Regions from separate parts of the Pan troglodytes genome. Here region 1 is linked to region 2. Evidence: chromatin contacts called from public Hi-C data. All regions are on one chromosome and are shown on one strand. Each heading gives the region's core, a stretch centred on a gene start, on an enhancer-like site or on the middle of the called end of the contact. The rest is flanking DNA. Distances are from core to core; before and after follow the strand shown.

Region 1 (4,961 bases), core at 974-3,473, 480 kb after region 2:
GTGATTCCCATTTTATAAATGAGAAAACTGAGACTTAGAAGTTAACTGACATGCTCAAGGTCATAAAGTTAATCTGTGGTTGAGCTAGGACTGGACTTGGTCTGTTTGACTCCTCCTCCCATGTTCTTGACTGAGTCAACACAAAAGCATTCCCTATGTATGAGGCATAGAGACTACAGAGATGTTTTAGGCTGGGCTCCTACACCCAATAACAGCAAATGTCTGGTCTAAATGCTTTACTTAGAGTAACTAATTTAATTCTCATAACAACCCTACGAGGGAGTGCACTTTTTACTCTTGTTTTATGCATGGCAAAATAGAGGTACAAAGCAGTAAAATAGATTTGGGGTTCACATACAGGTGGTCTAGACAGGGAGTACTTTGACTTAGCCACAGCACCCCACTGCCCCTATGCTCAGGGAAGCTACTGGGGAGAGGAGTGAGATGCTGAATAACAAGGAGACCTATGACAGCCTGGTAACAGCAGGTCATGCCTGCTTGGGTTCAAATACTTGGCCCAGTGCTTAAAACTGTTTGGTCTTGGGTAAATTTTTTTTGTGTGTTTATGTGTCAGTTTTTCATCTGTAAAATGAGATTTTGAGATTGCTCACTTCATAGAGAGGTATTATGAGAATGTAATGATTATGTGTGTATGTGTGTGTATGTGCATGCATATGTTCAAGTGTATGTGCGTATGTGTGTAGCTAAGAATAATCTCTGGTCCTCCAGTTAGTATGATTTGAGTGTTTGCTATCATCATCATTGCAAGGCCATGACGTGAACTAATTTCCAGACACATAGCGCAGACAAGAGTCACAGATTCTGAGAAGAGGGAGAATTTATTGTCAGCAGGAATGGTCAGGACAGGCTTCAATGAGGAGGTAAGAAGATGTTAAGTGGATCTCGAAGGATAGAATCACAGAGTTGGGAGTTGAAGAGACTTCAGCATTCATGCAATCATATGAGTTTATCTCATAGAAGAAATCTAGGACCACAAGGGAGAGGTGATCATGCCATGTTTATCCAGCTAGTTGGGGACAGGGCCTTGACTGGAACCCAGGTCTCCTCCAAACCATGCCTGTCTGAATTTTTCTGGGCTAGAAAAATTAGAAACCCTGCATCCCCAGTCAATACTGGTGCTCCCTCTTGTAGTCCTCACTCCAGTCTAAGCACCCTTTACTACCTTTCCTCTGCCATCCCTTTGGGAGAGATGCAAGTGAGCAATGAATTCGACAGTGATAGGAAAGACCTCCTACAGAAGCAAGGGACTTGATAATCTATAAACAGTTCCTGGGTAAAAACCATGAATGTGTACAGAGCACCTACTATCAGGTGCTTACTGAATTTTCTCAATCTCCACCGTAACTGCTATCATTCTTTGTATAGATAAAAAACCAAAAGGCTTAGTTTTGTAGTATCTTAGTTTTGGTAATTTTCCCAAGATCTCACAAAAAGAAAATGTTTGAGCCAGGATCCGAACAATGGTTTATAAGATTCTTCTATCCACCCACCCATCCATCCACCCACCCATCCCTGCACACACCCATCCATGCGCACACTCATCCACCCACCCATCATCCATCTGTCTATCTGTTCATTCATCTTTCCATCCAAGAAACCTTTACTGAGAGTGTGTTCCATGTAAGGCAGTGTGCTTGGTGGTATGGAGCTAAGGAGATACATAGCCCCCTGTCCTCATAGAGCTGAGTGGGGCCTCCTTGAGGGTACTGTTGGGATAGTGTTAGGGAGGAGAGTGATGAGGAAATGGTTTATGTGGAAACTGGGCACTTGGGAAGATCATGACAAGAGGATCAGTGGGTTGCTCCCTGACTCCTGCTTCTAAGGTTGCAGATGAGTGCCCAGCTGGCCAGCTGGCCACTGGCATAGTCTGCCTCTTTGTGTAAAAACTAGTGGAATCACATATGTGCTGCTCCCAGATGCAGTCTCGGCACCAACACCTTCCAAGCAGGAGGTTCTGTCATGGTGCTGCCTGCCAAGCCTTGTCCAGAGGACTGAGGCCACTTGGCCAGTTGCACTGGGCCCTGTGCCTGTGCAGAGACTGTCTCACCACAGCGGCTGGGGGCGGCAGGGAAGGGCAAGAGCTTCTTTTGTGTGTGTGTGTGTGTGTGTGTGTGTGTGTGTGTGTGTGTTTAAGCTGGAAAGAAGCCCTTTTTCACTGCGCTCTGTACTTGAGATATTTCACTGAGTGGGAGACAAAGAGGCTTTGTGTGCTCTTCAAAGTGCTCTCTGCTGACTGTGATACACATCCAGGAAAAACCCAGACCAAAGCCATGAAGTCACCCCAAGTTCAAACCCAAAATGCAATTTGCAGTGGTTAGAAATGACAAAGGATGGGTGGTAGGATCCAGAGAAAAAAACAGTGAAACCCGATGGACCTTAAATAGATCTGAGGGCACTGATTTGATTATTTTGGGTGAAATCTTTTAAGAAAATCTTGTCAGATTCTTCACAGAAAATTTGGTAAAGCCTATATTTCATCGCCGGTCTAGCAAAGGTAAGACCCACGTTAATTTTCTTGGAATATCACTGTTGTTTTTATTCTTAGGGTATATGTTAGGGAGAAGAGCAGGGAGGTAGTTTGTCAGATGTTGTTCTTTCCTTGTTAAGCTTCACCTGTTCTTAAGAGCAACTTGCACTTTGTCAGCCACAGAATAGTGCCTGCCGTTCAGGCCAGTGTTTTAGATATAATTGAATTGCTGGGATGCATTAAACATCATAGGATTTTTAGCGGAGAAATAATTTAATGATGTGGCCTTTAGGATTGTTAATTAGCACTGTCTGTATGAACATGTAACAATAACACCACCTACCGTAAAAGCGAATGTTCTACACTTCAGAACACTCATTTCTTTAGGGCTTCCCGCAGAGAAGCAGTCATTAACTCTTTTTTTGACAAATGCTTTTAGACATGCTCTGTAGGGCCGTGAATTCACCCTTCCCTCCAATCCTGAATCCTTCTCTGCATTTATCCACAAGGCAAGCTGGCAAACAGGGAAACAAGGAGAACCGTGTGCTCAGCCCTCCAGAGTGGCACGGATTATGAGGAGGTGATGGTCCTTCCCTGCCAAGATCCTGAGACACTGTCACTCCAGAATCCAAAAAGAGATTCAGGCAAGGATGTGGGAAAGTTGGAACCCTGCATGCTGTTGGTGGGAATGCCAAATGGTGCAGCTGCTATGGAAAACAGTATGGAGGTTCCTCAAAAAATTAAAAATAGAATTACCATATGATCCAGCAGTCCCACAGGGTATTTATCCAAAAGAATTGAAATGAGGATCTTGAAGAGATATTAGTACTCCCGTGTTCATTGCAGCACTATTCACAATAGCCAAGATGTAGAAATGAACTAATATCCAACAACAGATCAATGGATAAAGAAAATGTGGAACAGACACACACACACACACACACACATCCCAGAATATTACTTAGCCTTAAAAAAGAAACTCTAAAATATGTGACAACATGGATGAATCTTGAGGACATTAAACTAAATGAAATAAACCAGTCAGAGAAAGATGAAACTGCATGAGTCCACTTATGTGAGGTATCTAAAATTGCCAAATTCGTAGAATCAAAGAGTGCAATGGTGGTTGCCAGGAGCTAGGTGGAGTGGGAAATGAACAGTTGTTAATCAATGGGCATGCAGTTTTAGTTAAGCAAGATGAGTGAGTTCTAGAGATCTGCTGTACAACGCTTTACCTATCGTCAATAATACTGTATTGTGTGCTTAAAATTTTGCTAAGAAGGTGGCCCTCATGTTACGTGTTCTTACAAAGTTAAAAAGGAAAAAAGTAATGGGATTGGCTCACTGGAGGAGAAGCTGTTGGCTTGCATCCTGCCTGCCCTGATGAAGGGAATGGTCAGGGACTTGTTTCTCTGCTGGAGTTTAGGCGGGTCTGTCTGAGCCATGGGTCTGGAGGAGGCCTGCATAGGCAGCATGCCATAGGTTTCTCTGGCTTCCTGAGAACAGAGCCTGATAATGATGGAGAAATGAGAGCTTCCCACTCCTTCTTCTGTTTACATTAGAACAGCCAAGTGTTTCTTCAACCATCCACCATTCCCTTATGTCACATGTCTTCTGAAGACACTTTACCTCTTCAGTGAGGCAAGAGCAGCAGCATGAAGGTATTTGAACACTAGATTGTGCCTTGTTCTTCAGTCAGCCAAACTTTTCCCTAGCCATGTTCTAGGCCTTGATGTCTTCACGAAACCTCACCTTCCAACATCTCACTCTGGCCACAGCCCCCTGTCCTGCTACTTCTCTTACTCCTCTCTTCTCACAGCCTTGTCTGGCCTCTGGTCCAGAGATGGCCAATGCCTGGTGTGATTGTTGCCACTCTTTCCAGCTCATTGAGAACCTCACAGACTGATCATGCCACTCTCCTATTAAACCCAGAGGTTGCTTTGGGATCCTTCTCAGCACAGGTTCCATCAACTGGAGTTGATGCGTGAGATGAAAACTATTTGCCATTCCAGCTCCAACTCCTTGATCCACTTTCTCTCAGTCCATCAGGCAGGACAGACTCCACACACTTGCATTTGAACTCTTCATGGCACCCCTCCCCTTCCCTTGCACACGCACATGCTCTGTCTGTCCAATGATATGTTCTCTCCACTTTCTCTACTCTCATGCCCAGAGCACTAAGTATTTTTGGAGTATTTTGCATTATGATGTGTACTTAATGCCACATAAAAATTTGTGGTTTCTACCTTGGAACTGTCTTTTATTTGTTCTTTATTAGTATCTTCTTGCATTTCCCAGAGAAGCCTTCCAGAGCCTATCTTGCCTTTTCAGTTCCCCAAACCACACCACCTCCCCTCCTTGTCTGTCAACCTCACCTCCCATTTCCCTGAGAAAACTGGCAGAGGCTCCCTATGCCTCCGCCCCTGCCTCATCCCCCACCCTCTGCCCACATGCACCCTGTCTCTCCCTTTCA
Region 2 (5,163 bases), core at 351-2,850:
AAAAATCCTGTGACACTGAAACTGATCTTACTCTTCTGAAATTATAATTCATTGTCTTCGTTGGGGTTTTCCAACATTCTGAGTGTATCTTACAGAATGAGGTATTTCTGTTCACTTGAAATACAAATAAGGGTTTTGTTAACTGATGGGGGCAGTTATAGGAGGGCAGGAAACTTGACCATCTTGTTTATCATTCAATCCTCAGTGCCTAGCCCAGTGCCTGGAATACAGAACGTTCTTAATGAAGAAGAGTTGAATGAATGGAGAATGGGTGAAGGGAGGGGTTTCATGTGGCAATGAATGGCTACTCTGATGATTTTCAACTTCTCCTTTCAAATGAGGTGCAGGCACTGAAGCCATGATTGTGACACTCTCCTAACAGGCCCAGATGGTCAATAGCGACACAAGAATAAGTGGAGGTAAGGTGGAAAAAGTGCTGGACCCAGTCTTCCTGGGTGATTTTGAGCAAGTCACAGTATTTTTCCTTCCTTACATATGTAGGATTTTATGAGGGAAGATGCTCCTTTCAGCCCAATATATCTAAAATGGTATTTTCAAGCATGAAACATAATAACTAAGCAGGATCAAGATTTTACTCTATTAAGTACCACATTGTCCAAAAGAAAAATGAGGCCACTGCGTACCCTTCATTCATGCTTGCGTCCATGCAGCATTTATTTAGAGCCTTCTGTGTGCCTGCCAGGCCCAGTTACTGGTTACCTTTTCCTTTCGTAAATCCTTAGGTGATTAGCTTTGAGCAATTGTCTGGTCATATATCACTTTATCTGCTGGCATTTCTTTTTCTGTTAGCTAGACAGAATGAGCAATTATGGACTAACATCAGAGTTAGTTTCTCCAGTGAAATAAAAAAGTATGTGGCTTTTGCCGACTTTTCTCTAGAGATACCTTGACAAATTCACTACATTTATCATTATTTACAGAAAAATTACCAAGGCCTAACAAAAACCAATGCTTCTGAATTCTTTAAGTTGACGGTATCAGAAAGGGTTCTGATTGGGTTGCTTCAGGCAAGTGAAGGATCATCCCTGTGGAAGAGATTCCATTAGGTAACGTAAGGACTCATTTGGTCCCCAGGGATGAATGGCTAAGTGATAGCTACATGGAGTTTGGTATAAGATTTCCTAGTCACACAAGCCACCTTTGATTTCCAGAGGAGTTTAAAAAACTTAAGCCCAGACCGAAAAACTACGCATCCTGTAGACTTTCAGATGTTATTCTTTGACCACATGCTTTGAGGAACACAATAAAGCCTCTTGTGTCCTGAAAGGAAATCAGCCTGGCAAATACACATGGCCTAAATCTAGCTGGACAAAAGAAAGAAGAGGGAGAGAGAAAGGAGAGAGAAAGCAAGCCCCAAACCGTGTTTCTAGTAGGCCTCTACCTAACAGCTGACTCTCATCCACGTTAGAGCCGCTTCCTCCCTTCTACAAAACAGGCTCAAACTTTGGGTGCGGGGAATAATGCTTACTATTTCTGTTTTCACACTTTCTAAGTCGGTTGTGAAATTCCAGACTTCTTCAATCTGACACTAAGGTAGTTCTTGAAGCAAAGGCCTGGCACCCAGTGAGTCAGCAGGGGGAGCAGTTCTCCACACCACAGTTTCTGGACGAGACCTCAGGGCACTACAAAAATCTGCAGTGCCTCTGCACTTCTCTTAAAAAGCAAAGCGCAAAAAAAAAAAAAAAAAAAAGTTTCTTCACACATCTTACTATTCAGTATGTGCCTTGCCGACAAGGTTACCCCAGAGCAGCTCTGTAATCCTTCACTGAAATAGGCTTTATTGATTGCTCTGGTCTATTGTTCTCTTTTCAAGTCCCCCAAGTTCAAGTTCATCCTGGTGTTACATCATGTCTGGTTGCTAAGAGCAACCAGACAGACCCAGACGTGACTATCATTAGCAAGAAACCCTCTGCTCTCCTCCCACCAACCTTCCAGTGGTTCTGACGTAGCAGGCCCACTGCAAACACATTGAAGTATTTATTCTGCCTAATTTATGACCTACACAGCAAGCAAGACCCCCACTCCAAAAACCAACACTGTTGTATATTTAATTAATCTGTCTTTCTCTGGCACTTGGGAAAGTTAGACAAAGGACTAATTATTGTGTTTCACTCTCCACACTTTTCTTTTGGGGGGTGGATATTTGCATGGGAAAGAAAACTACCAGGCCCAGCATCAGCCCCCCTCCTCTTTTTCTTTTTGCCCTATTGACATTTCATGAAATACTTTAGCTGCTTAAGGGAATTAGAAAAAAAAAATGCGATGTGAATGTTACTCCTTCTGAGTTGGTATTCAGTAACACAAATCAACTCATGACATGTTTAAATTTAAATGCTAACCACACACTCTCAGAGTTACTTTAAAGGTTAGTTTTTAATCAATAGAAGTTGCTGACTCCAGGTTTTTGAGCTGCGCGCTGCAACTCTTGGGCTTTTGTCTAACGTTAAAGCTTTCAAACTTTTTTTTTCCTTGAGATGATTTTAGCAATGATTTGCAGACACAGAAGGCTATTGTGCTCTGACCAGCAACATGTCAATAGAGGGGCTGAGCTGCCCTGTGGTGGGGTGTCAATATGACTCCTGAAGGCAGAGGTTGGGGGTCTTTAATAACCCGTGAAAAAACCTTAATTAACCCTTTCAGGCCCAAACCAAAACCTATTCTTAAACTTGTTCACTCCTATAATTTGACCATTAGTACTTATTTCAACATCACACTAATCTTCATGACAATTAACCCAGCTACTTGACCAAGGTTTTCCAGAATAGGAAGTTGGTTAGGGGAACCACACAGGGAATTTTTTTTTTTTGAAGTCTCTGATTAAATCATTTATTTGCAGAGATGGCAGATAGTTCTAATAATAATAATAATAATAATAATTCATACATCTCCCTGAATTTTCTCCTAATCAGTTTGTAAAGACACTCATAATCCCATTGGGATGAGTGTGACAGTCACACATGTGTAAGCCAGTCAATTCCTAGAAACTTCCATGAGCTGCTAGTAACACCAGATGGACAATATAATGTTTGTAAAAGCCTACTTTTCTCTTGTGATATTTTCTTATAATTTCTATTATGCAAGCAGTACAAATTTTAGAACATTAATTGAGGAATGATTCTGCATATTTTCTTCTTGGGTCATATAGGAAAAACATAAAAGAAATCTGAGCTTATTCGATTGTTGGGGTTGAGCAGCAAATCACTGGGAAAATGGGAACACATTAAACAAAAACCATCCTCAGACATTTAGTGACATAAGCATAGGTTTCATATGTTTTCTGCCTTCGTACTTTATAGCCCCTTAATCTACCCTACTGTATCCAAATGGACTACAAAGGAATCTCCCTCCCTATGTGCAGTGAGTGGCATTATTACAATGCAATATAAGATGATGTTATCTTGATACATTTACATTAAGTAAACACAGAGCTTTGATCTATTTTTTCCTCAGAAACTTTCAGCTATAGTTGTTGTGGAGGTCCACAAATCCACACCTCCCACCAAGGCTCCAGTTACGTAAAATTAGTCGGTAACATTCACAATGTCTAGAGTTTGGGATGTGCTGAGCGGGACTGGGGAGGGAAGGGGGGTGACTGTCCTCTTTCAATGTTCAAGGTGAAACATCAAAAGAAATCTGCAGTCCAGGACAAGAGCTCAGCTTTCCTTTTCTCCAGTCAAATGAAGAAGTAATCTCATCAGGTTGGAAAAGTGCTGACTAAGGATTTAATAAAGTGCCTGCAGATGTGGCGTCTCTAAGGTATTCAACTCATGTAATGCAAAACAGCTCCACACTGAATGTGCTTATAAAATTTCATTTAACCATTGCAGCACGACTTTTTCCCCTCACAGTTCTCTAAGGAGTTTTATCACACTTGCCGCCCGTTAATTTACAGCTCCATGAAAGTTCGAATCCCATTCCGCTGGGATTCTGGAATACTCACAGTAGTCAGGTTTTATGAACCATAAACAATATCTATCCGACTGCATTCTAAACAGGAAGCCTGAAATGGCAGAAGGTACCTCTGACGGTGCCAATCTCTTCCATTTCGTACGCCTCACAGAGAGCAATCAGAACACAGGGGCCATCTTCCAAAATGTGGTCATGGGGCTGCTGAAGACACAGCTGATGCGGGCCATGGCCTCAACCCCTGCGTTAGCAACAAATGCTCTAATGTGTGCAACAACTTTTTAAAAGGCTTTTTACATCCTCTTTTTACTAAGAGGGCAGGATGCACATTCTAGAGGAAAAAGAAAAATGTCTGAGAAACATTTTTTGTATTTTATATTTTACTTTAACCCCTAAAAGGAGCAGAGAGTGCTGGGGTGGCAGGGGCAGAGGGCAGAGTGGACTGTGATGCAGCAGAATCTGTTTTTCAGATTAAACACTTAAACAAAAGGCCTCAACAAGGGCAAAGTTTAACACTGCGGAAGGAGGTTGTTAATGTGGAATCCAGAACTGGGTGTGACACTTGGCTTTCTTCTGCAGGCAAGGTGGGTTATTTGAGGACATTCACACACATAAAACGGAAATGTGCAAACACAGGCTGGCCTCCCCGCACCCTGCAGGCCCAGCTCCTCATCAGCCCCCAAAGAGGACTCAGCCAACCAATAAGCCAAGACTCCAGGAGCTGCTGTCGCTGTTGTGCATTCTGTCTTGGGGAGGTGTTAGCTTTGCACTACTACTTCACACTACTCCAGTGGGTCATTTTTGGCTTCCCGCACTTCTGTGGATGGACTAAAGCCTACTGTTTAGCCCAAATGAGTTGTCCTTGGCAAATCAGCCAAAAGCCCAGTAGTCTCTTCTGCCCATCTCAATATGATGGAAATGGATGAGGTCTCTCAGTGGACTCTGAGTTTCTCACATTCGCATAAACCATTTGGGAGCATTTATTCACTCATCGAACAAGCACTAAGGGCCTTCTATGTGCTAGGTGCTATGTATGCTGGCTCTGGGGATATAATGAGTAAAATATAGTCCCTGCCCTGTAGGACTTTCTTGTCTATCAGGAAGCAGTGGCTAGATTCTAGACCCTTCATGATACCAGATAGCCTGCTTTTCTCCCAATAGGATTTTATAAACTTCTGGCAATGAACGATGCCCAGTATCCAGTGTCCAAAGGACTCAGGATTGGTGTCACTTTTC

What was found. Hi-C and Micro-C count contacts between places; a contact is called where the count stands out from the background.
Region 1: a contact with region 2 is called in a Hi-C map of stem cell-derived neural progenitor cells, with 4 times the contacts expected there. The contact joins two enhancer-like sites. A contact is called at or near these places in 2 of 7 Hi-C or Micro-C datasets (blood and stem cell-derived neural progenitor cells) and 1 of 1 other capture datasets (stem cell-derived neural stem cells).

The regions. Positions count from the first base shown.
Region 1 is chr1:170,032,193-170,037,153 of NHGRI_mPanTro3-v2.0_pri, forward strand. The region is part of intron 1 of LOC129143807 (a long non-coding RNA gene); the gene reads left to right. Among named protein-coding and RNA genes, the nearest start is that of NFIA, 110 kb to the left of the region's middle. Within about 2 kb of position 2,224, at least 14 of the 24 cell types and tissues checked have an H3K27ac peak or open chromatin away from gene starts, as enhancers often do. A contact at or near this core is called in stem cell-derived neural progenitor cells, where this site is marked.
Region 2 is chr1:169,549,126-169,554,288 of NHGRI_mPanTro3-v2.0_pri, forward strand. The region is part of intron 10 of NFIA (nuclear factor I A); the gene reads right to left. Among named protein-coding and RNA genes, the nearest start is that of TM2D1, 280 kb to the left of the region's middle. Within about 2 kb of position 1,601, at least 12 of the 24 cell types and tissues checked have an H3K27ac peak or open chromatin away from gene starts, as enhancers often do. A contact at or near this core is called in stem cell-derived neural progenitor cells, where this site is marked.